Regions from separate parts of the Zea mays genome. Here region 2 is linked to region 1. The links are chromatin contacts, called in public Hi-C maps. All regions are on one chromosome and are shown on one strand. The core of a region is the stretch at or near the end of the contact, and the rest is flanking DNA. Distances in the headings are between cores, read along the strand shown. Region 1 holds the start of LOC100281262. Region 2 holds the start of LOC118472154.

The links. A called contact is a pair of places that touch in the nucleus more often than the background predicts.
Region 2: a Hi-C map of ear shows a contact between it and region 1, with 2.3 times the contacts expected there. The contact joins the promoter of LOC118472154 here to the promoter of LOC100281262 in region 1. A contact is called at or near these places in 2 of 25 Hi-C or Micro-C datasets (ear and tassel).

Annotation. Positions count from the first base shown.
Region 1 is chr6:13,760,422-13,764,492 of Zm-B73-REFERENCE-NAM-5.0, forward strand. It overlaps LOC100281262, which reads right to left and starts at 1,609. Exons shown (of 9, transcript NM_001154181.2): 1 at 1,253-1,609; 2 at 1-109. The coding sequence starts at 1,299. It overlaps LOC100277146, which reads right to left. Exons shown (of 6, transcript NM_001150797.2): 6 at 3,141-3,677. The coding sequence ends at 3,470.
Region 2 is chr6:14,300,179-14,303,965 of Zm-B73-REFERENCE-NAM-5.0, forward strand. It overlaps LOC118472154, which reads right to left and starts at 1,724. Exons shown (of 1, transcript XM_035959868.1): 1 at 317-1,724. The coding sequence starts at 899. The coding sequence ends at 402. It overlaps LOC100192796 (a long non-coding RNA gene), which reads left to right and starts at 295. Exons shown (of 2, transcript NR_160031.1): 1 at 295-384; 2 at 1,394-1,731.

The DNA.
Region 1 (4,071 bases), core at 359-2,858:
TGCACTACTCAACAGCTCTGTCTGGTCTAGAAAAGATTCATTCGCAGCTACTACAGTGGGGAGAGTGAAAGACGGCTCCGAGTTCCCAGAAAATCCAAGTTTGCTATACCTAAACATAAGAGTATAAAATATTGTAAGAAGAAAAAATGGTCATAGTCACAAACTCATAGTAGGGGGGAAAGCTGTAAGTCATGCTATCAGGAAAACAAACTAGAAGCAGAGAAATCAAAGCAATTCAGATCAATGGAAACTGTTTATATCCTATAAGAAGACCCATTGTGTGGCAGCTATTACTTTAGGATCTGTTCGACTTTGTAAGTTGCTCATAGAAAAATGTGGAATCTTGACATGATCACATGACAATGATGGGGGTGTTTGGTTCAGTTTTTTTCTGACGAACTTTTCTGAGAATCTGGCTGTGGGGAGAATCCGACTATCGTGAAGGTTACGTGCGGAAAAAGATGAAAGGGTTCATAGGGTTTAGGATCTATAAAGTGACGGATTCCTACTATCATGACGACTCATCTGATTATGTGTTCACATCGATTTTAGGTGGTTTTCACCAAAGCGGTTTTCATAGAAGCGGGCTGAAAAGCTAGACGTTCGGCAGATCTTCTGACGGCCAAAAGCTGGAAAAAAAACTGAAACAAACCCCCAAGATGTGAATAGACCCAGCATTGAATACTTATGCCTTATCTTGAGAGTAAAAAAGAAAATAAAAAGTCACCGTGGAATCTGCGTTGAAGATAGATATGCACCATAAAGTACAGCAGAAGCAGGACAGAGAGAGAGTTTCACATTTTACTTGGAGAGAAACTGAGTAGCAGTCCAGACTAAAATAAAGGTTCTCTGACCTCTCTCCAGTCTCCACATTACAAAGCAATCCCTAACTCTTCCCCTTACACTGCACCTGCACGGATTTATCCCGACTGCACGACAGCACAACCAAAAAGAGCAGAACAGGCAGCTTGGATTGGGTACTGTCTCCCAATCTCAGCCGACGATCCAGACTTCCACATGGAGTTGTCCTAACCTAACCAGTGCCTCCAAACTGTACAACGAGAATGTCCGACCACAAACCAAGCCACGGGCCCCATCCCCTGGCACGGGCACCCATTTCAGGAGCCAACCGCGCGCGCATGGCCGAAAGCCCGGCGAGAACCACCGAGCATACGGGGGGATCGCGCGGCGATAAAAGCAGTAGTGGCGCCAGCGAAATGCTGAGGAAGAGAGGGGGAGGGATCGGGGTTACCCTGTGCCGTTGTCGATGACGATGGCCGGGCGTGCGGTGGCGTCCATGGCTGGCAGGTCCGCCGAGTCCCCACCGGATCATGCCTCCGCTGCCGCCGACGTCGCCGGAGGGGCCGGAATGCGGAGCATCGGGGTCCGCCGCGATCGAGGCCTCGCTCCCCTGGGGCGCCCGATTTGAGACGAGCCGAGGCGGGCGGGCGTGGGCGGCCGGCGGCGGGCTAGGGTCAGGCCGATTGATTAGGGATCGGAGGCGGGGCGAGCGGGCGGGCGGTGCGCGGCGCGTGGGTGTGGCGATGGGGAGGAGACCTCACGAGTTGATTTGGTTGACGAGGGAAGCGGGAAGGAAGGAACCAGCCAGACCCAGCCACCCAGGTGTGAAGTGGGTTCCTGCCTGCCTGCTGTGCCGCGTGCCTGGGTTTGCGAAGTCAAGTGGGTTGGGGTGGGGGCGCACTCACTCCTATCCCGGGCCCACCTGGCAGCAACGGTCTTCTGGCCACGGGCCCACGGCGCGGCAGTGATGGAGTGCTTATACTTGCTCGAAGCTTGATTGCTTGCTTCTCTAATCTCCAGTCAAGTGCTTTGAAACTTGAGAGTCTTGACGAAACTGCACGTAAGATAACTAGATAAGCAGGCTTCTGAGTTCATCTAAGCTCTGATCCTGAATATTTTATCATAAAAAGACCGTGTTATTCAAGCATGACTAGCTTATAGATAGACTAGCTAGCATGAACATTACTTTAGAAAATGAGAGGGATAAAACAATTAAAATAGAAAAAACTCATTGCTAAAGTATTCATATGAATAAAAAATGTCTACTCTATATTATTACTTGTTCACCTGAAGAGCTGAAATTGATTCATAGAGTTTAGGGTTGCTCATAAGAACTTGCCAAAATGACATGTTTATCACATTTCTAATGGAAAAAATCTAAAACTAGTTCAATCTCATCATTTGGGTTAGGTGATCAATTTGACCCTTATGATGTAGGAAAGAAGCACTTATCCACCTCTTGTGATGATTTAATAGATGTCTCATTCTTCACAGATAGATGTTTGTTCTTTTTCTATGTTATGTAAGACTAACCTTTTTGAAGGAGAATAATGAACTCAAAAACAAGTGGAGAATTTGAACAACAAAATTGAGAGGTGCTACAACACCTAAAGTTACATTTGAGCATATGTTGAAGAATTAAAGAAGATATGGTGACATAAGTTGCATTGGCTTAATAGTTCTTGCCCTCAGTCGAGAAATTCAGGAGGAATTGGCTTAGATGAGTTTTCATGAGAAAATCCAAAGAGTTGCATAGAATTGAACTATCACCTCATCGTTCAATCATACTTGAAGCACATAATGGTCTTACAACCCTTAGGAGCTAGCATAGTTAAAGCTTGGATGAAGGGTTCACCACTTAGAGCAATGCAATCATCCCAATCAATGTATTGATGCCTAAAAAACCATGTTACTCTTGTGACCAAACATGCTCAATCATATTCGTAATGTATGGTGCATGAACGATGCTCTTTTGATGATTCCTGCATTCCGATATTCCAGTCCAAATCAAATATCAGTCATGAAAAATCCCTCATCACTTGGACCGAAACAATCAAGAGCAAGCTTGAGGTGTGACTGAATAGAAGTACTATCTTTTTTTCCTCGAAAAACGCGAGAGAACTGCATTTCAGATATATATTAAGAAGAGAGAAACAAGGTCTAAAGTGACACAAATCCAACGCACTCCTTACGGAAAAAAGTGTTGAGCGAAACAAGAGATTGAGGCAATAAAAAGTATGAAAAGGTGGCTTCATGTTGTGACTTCTGCGGGAAGTTCTCAAGTTTTGCACCATCATCAATCCAACATACATGTAAGCTATGTCTTCACTGGTAGGCACTTTATACTCTGAAAGAACCATTTTCTTAGGATTGTCCAAATCAGAGACTCCAGAATTAAACGTGTCATCTTTAAAATTGCGAACCTAAGAACAAAACAAATCCTGAGCTTTACACATGTAACAGAAAGTACCATTCCTGATGATGCCATTGCCATGCTACAAATTTACCATCCATCGCCTCGTAAAAAAAAGGAGCAGGGCATCGGCTATCTACTACTTATATGGATCGTCAACGTTGGCAGCGATTAGAATGTCCCTTCTAAATCTTCACCGTTTGTTCCGAGTCGGCGTTACACATACAGGCTCGCTTCGCTCAGAGCATTCTGGTGCTAGCTGTCGTCCATGGGTTCTTCTTCCTCCTCAGGATGTATATACCGCTTCATGTATTCTTCCTCGATCATCTCCTTCAGCAAGGTTAGCCTTTGGATGATCACCGGGTCGCTCATCTTTCTCGCATCCATAAAATCCGTCTCCTCCTTGTTGAGATGGTATGAGTCGAGAAGCATTTTGATCCATTTGTGGAGTTCGCTGGGAGTCCTGCATGCAAAGACCGGATTATGCTAACTGTTGTGGTTCCTAGGATGTTGCTCTGATGACAAACTTTTGTGGTAGCACATAAGGAACCTGATAAGCTACAATGTTATTAAAGCATTCGGATAACAGAATTCCCTGTACAGATCTATACAGACAATTTTATACTATTAAGAATTGACTATCTGGTGAGAGTTTCTTTTTAACAGATGACATAATAATTGGAGGAACCAGCTCAACACTCAATAGCATTAGCTGTCAGTTAAGTGGATAACCTTGTGTTGTTTGTCTACTTAACCCCCTTAACTATGAGCCAGGTATTGAGCATCCCGAAATATTTGAACCATCAAAATAACCAGGAGGTGGTTTTGCTCATGTGGCACATTACATTGAAACTGAT
Region 2 (3,787 bases), core at 474-2,973, 540 kb after region 1:
TGTTGAATACTATGCATCTGTGCTAGTTACAAATTATGTTTTTTTCCCAAAAAAGTCTAACATGTTTACATAGCATTGGCAGCGGGCTTTGGAGCCTTTCTCCGACCGCACCAGATTGCCCGATGAAAGGTTTCCGAAAATTCTTTGCAGACAAAGTGTCCTGCAGGTGGACGCCGAGACCAGTGGCCCACGTAAGGCCCAAGCCCACCACGTTGTCGACTCCACCTGAGAAGTCCTACTAGGGTTCCGCATTCCCCCTCACCTATATATACCGTCAGCCGCCGCCGTCCTCCCAATCCCCTCCCCACATCGGGAACCGCCGCCGACGCCGCAGGAGGAGACGCATCGAGGTTAGCACGCGAAGAAGCGACCATGAGGGCCAAGGTATTCTCCCTGCTTTCCTACTCCTCGCGCACACTATCTCGTCGATTAGATCCGTGTGGCGTAGCAACTCCTTCCCACGAGTAGCTAGCTCCCAACTCGGTCCGTCCATGTCCCGGGGCTGTGATTACAAAGAGAGAGGCTCGAGTGGCGCGATTCTGGGAGGAATCGTTTCTGGGACGGTGGATCACGCCGTGCGTGCGTGGCGCCCCTCGGCGCAGCAGCCGGGTCTGGATCGTTTGCGTGGAACGCGAGGTGCCGCCCTGCGCGAGCCGAGCCAGATCGTCTCGCGCGGGCTTGGTATCTCGTGTTCCGTGGCTCGGTTCCGCACGGTCCAGCCGCTGCGGACTGTGAGGCGTCGCGTGCTTCCGGCGCCACCGCCGTCTGCTAGGGTTCTTCCCCGGCCACGGTGAAGGTTTCTTTAACGCATACACTTGATATGAGCCCCGTGGACGATGGCTTAAGTCACTGCCGATGAAATCTAGCCAGCAACTGATGAAATATGCAATTGTCTTCATTCAATATGCTTTGCTGGTTACGGCTAGTAATACCAGTCAGCTAGACGACGCTCACATATCCCTCAAGGTGTTCGTTATCTCCCGTTTAGCTCCTCTTGGCTTGAAGCACAAAACGTTTCCATGTTGCTAGACACTTGTGTAAACATAATGTTTTGTAGTTAGTTGAGACTTTTGAATCGTGCGAGACAAGATATTTTCTCTTGAATTGTCGTTATTTTGTTGCTCTGTTAACTGACCATTATTCTCGTACAAGATAGTCCTCTTCTATTGCACATCTGTTAGATGTATTCATGTCTATGTTTTTCTATTATTATTTGAACTTATCTGTAAGTTGTATGACGAGACGAACTCTTGTTTTTGCACTCTGGTTCTGTTGTCAGTCAACTTAAGATATTCTCTTATAAGAACGGTCCTGTTTTGCATTTTATTGTGTAAGTGGTTCTTTTATTTTTCCTGTTATCTAAAGCGATACGTTCTCCTGTGTCAATCATCAGTGGAAGAAGAAGCGCATGAGGAGGCTCAAGAGGAAGCGCAGAAAGATGAGGCAGAGATCCAAGTAGGCAGATCGAGATGGATTGTGGACCTGATGACATGCGTGGGTACATACATTTCTTCGGATGCGTTGGTGTGCCTGTGGAGAGATGTCAACCTGCCATGGTGTCACGGTCCGCCATCAGTTGAACGTCTTGCCTGCACTTCAGTAGGCCACTTTTCATGGTTCTAGTTGTATTTGAATCCAGCGTTTGCCACTAAGATAAATCAGACAGTCGTTTTGTGAACCTATTATGATGGAGCTTTATTTGCTGATAATATCTAGCTACCTATTTGAGCTGAGTGATCCCTGCACTTCATTATGGTTGGCAACTATGTTTCTTAACCATATCAATATCTTTGTTTTGAGAAACATTGTCTAGTTATACCATTCTAAACTTTCTTATTAGAAAAAGCTAACCATAAAAGCTACGGGTATCTAACTTTCTTATTAGAAAAGGTAACCATAAAAACTACGGGTATCTAGCGTACGTTTGTGAGGGCTTTATTTCAAGAATTTCAGTTTTAGTTTTCTAGCTTTACTATAAAACAACTCCAACAATTATTGAAGTGGGTTCGAGATGTGTTTGGTTTACACATGGACTCTAGCTTTTGTAATATAATTGATTTGTGTAAGTTTTCTGGATTACCTTTGATGATTAGTGGGTTGTCACGATAAAACCTAAGCAATGCATTGTGTAATTGGTGACATGGTGGGTAATTCTCATGCAACTTCATAAGGAGATATAGAAACTATTTTTGAAGCACCCTGACCTCTAGTTTTTTTAAAGCCATAGCTTGTGAAGCTAGACCAATTTAGATGGAAGAACTTGGAACAAACATGAAATTTGTGAAGTGAAGCCCTTTCAAAAAGGACCCTAATCTAGAATATATGGTTTTGAAGAAATACAATTAAACATCTTGACGTAAAATACTGTAGTATTGCATGGTACTCCATTCGTTTTAAATAGGCCAAGAGTAATAGATCTCTCATATAAACATAACCACATGCATCCCTAATGTAAACCATAACAATATTAATTTATAAAGCTTAGTAATTTAAACATGCTTAGCCGCTTGTGCTTGAGTTGATGCTTTCAACTCAATGTATATGACAAAAGGTGTATTCAACAAGTGAGAGAACAATATTCTTTTTACATATTTTTTCTCATCTTCAGGGGCAATAAGGTCATCTTCAGCAGATTCCCATCCCCTATCTCATCTAGGGATGAAAATGGGACAGGAAAATCCCGCCCCATTCCGAATACCGTTTTTCCTGTTCGTTTTTGAATTGTTCAGGAACTGACCAGAAACGGCACGAAAATCCTGCACTGTCCCTTTCCAAATACCGCTTTTCTTGTTCGTTTTCGAATTGTTCGGGAACTGATTTGAAACAGTACGAAAACGATATGGCTAGTTTTCCCCCTGTTTTCGTATTTTCCGTTTTCGAGTTATGATGATACCGTTTTTTACCCTTCTATATAATATGCTATACATCTAGCGTATAATTTATGCAAGTTACATACTTTTGGTTGTGTTCAAGTGAATGAAGAAGAGAAAAACAAAAGTTTTAATTAATCTAAATAATATGAAGATGAAGAAGAGTTGTTTGTATATTTTAATATCTTAAAAATTAGGCAATATATCACTTTATTATGTATGTATGGATTCCGGCTATAGTTTATCGCTTTCGAATAACCGATGACCCCGATCCCGTATTTCGATCATTGGTCTTTCGTTTTCGTCCCGTGAAAGAGTATGCAAACAAAATCAATTTAGATGTCTTTTCGACCGTTTTCATCCCTAATCCCAACCCCTTATCTTTTCTCCTATATTCAAACTTCACTCTACAAACAGTGTCAAAAGGTACCATTTACAGTGCCACGTATCCTATTTTACACGATGCACTGAAAGACATCCTGATAATTTGTTTGGGGGGTTGGTTGTTTGTTTTCGATGCCTCACTCATGTGAAGATGATTGTTACTCCAGCCATGTGAGCTTGCTACATTTTTCTCAAGAGATTTCCTTTTTCTGAAGAAGAATTGGTTCATTTTCTCTTGAAAAAATAGAAATTTTCTTAAAAAAATTGAGTTCTCAAACTAGCACAACCAAATCAAACAAAAAAAGAAGTAATTGAATTACTGGGTGGGGCGGGGTCCAGCCATGTAGTCGAGATGGAGGCCCAGCCCATTCCGAGCCTTCGGTAGCGCTATCGCGGACGAGAACTCGCTACCACAAAGCCCAGCAGGCAGCAGCCCACCGTGTAACGTCCTCGCTACGCCACACCGCTGCAAACTACAAATGGGCTCACCACGCTGATGCACGACACGAACGAGTAGCCATCTTTTTCTTTTT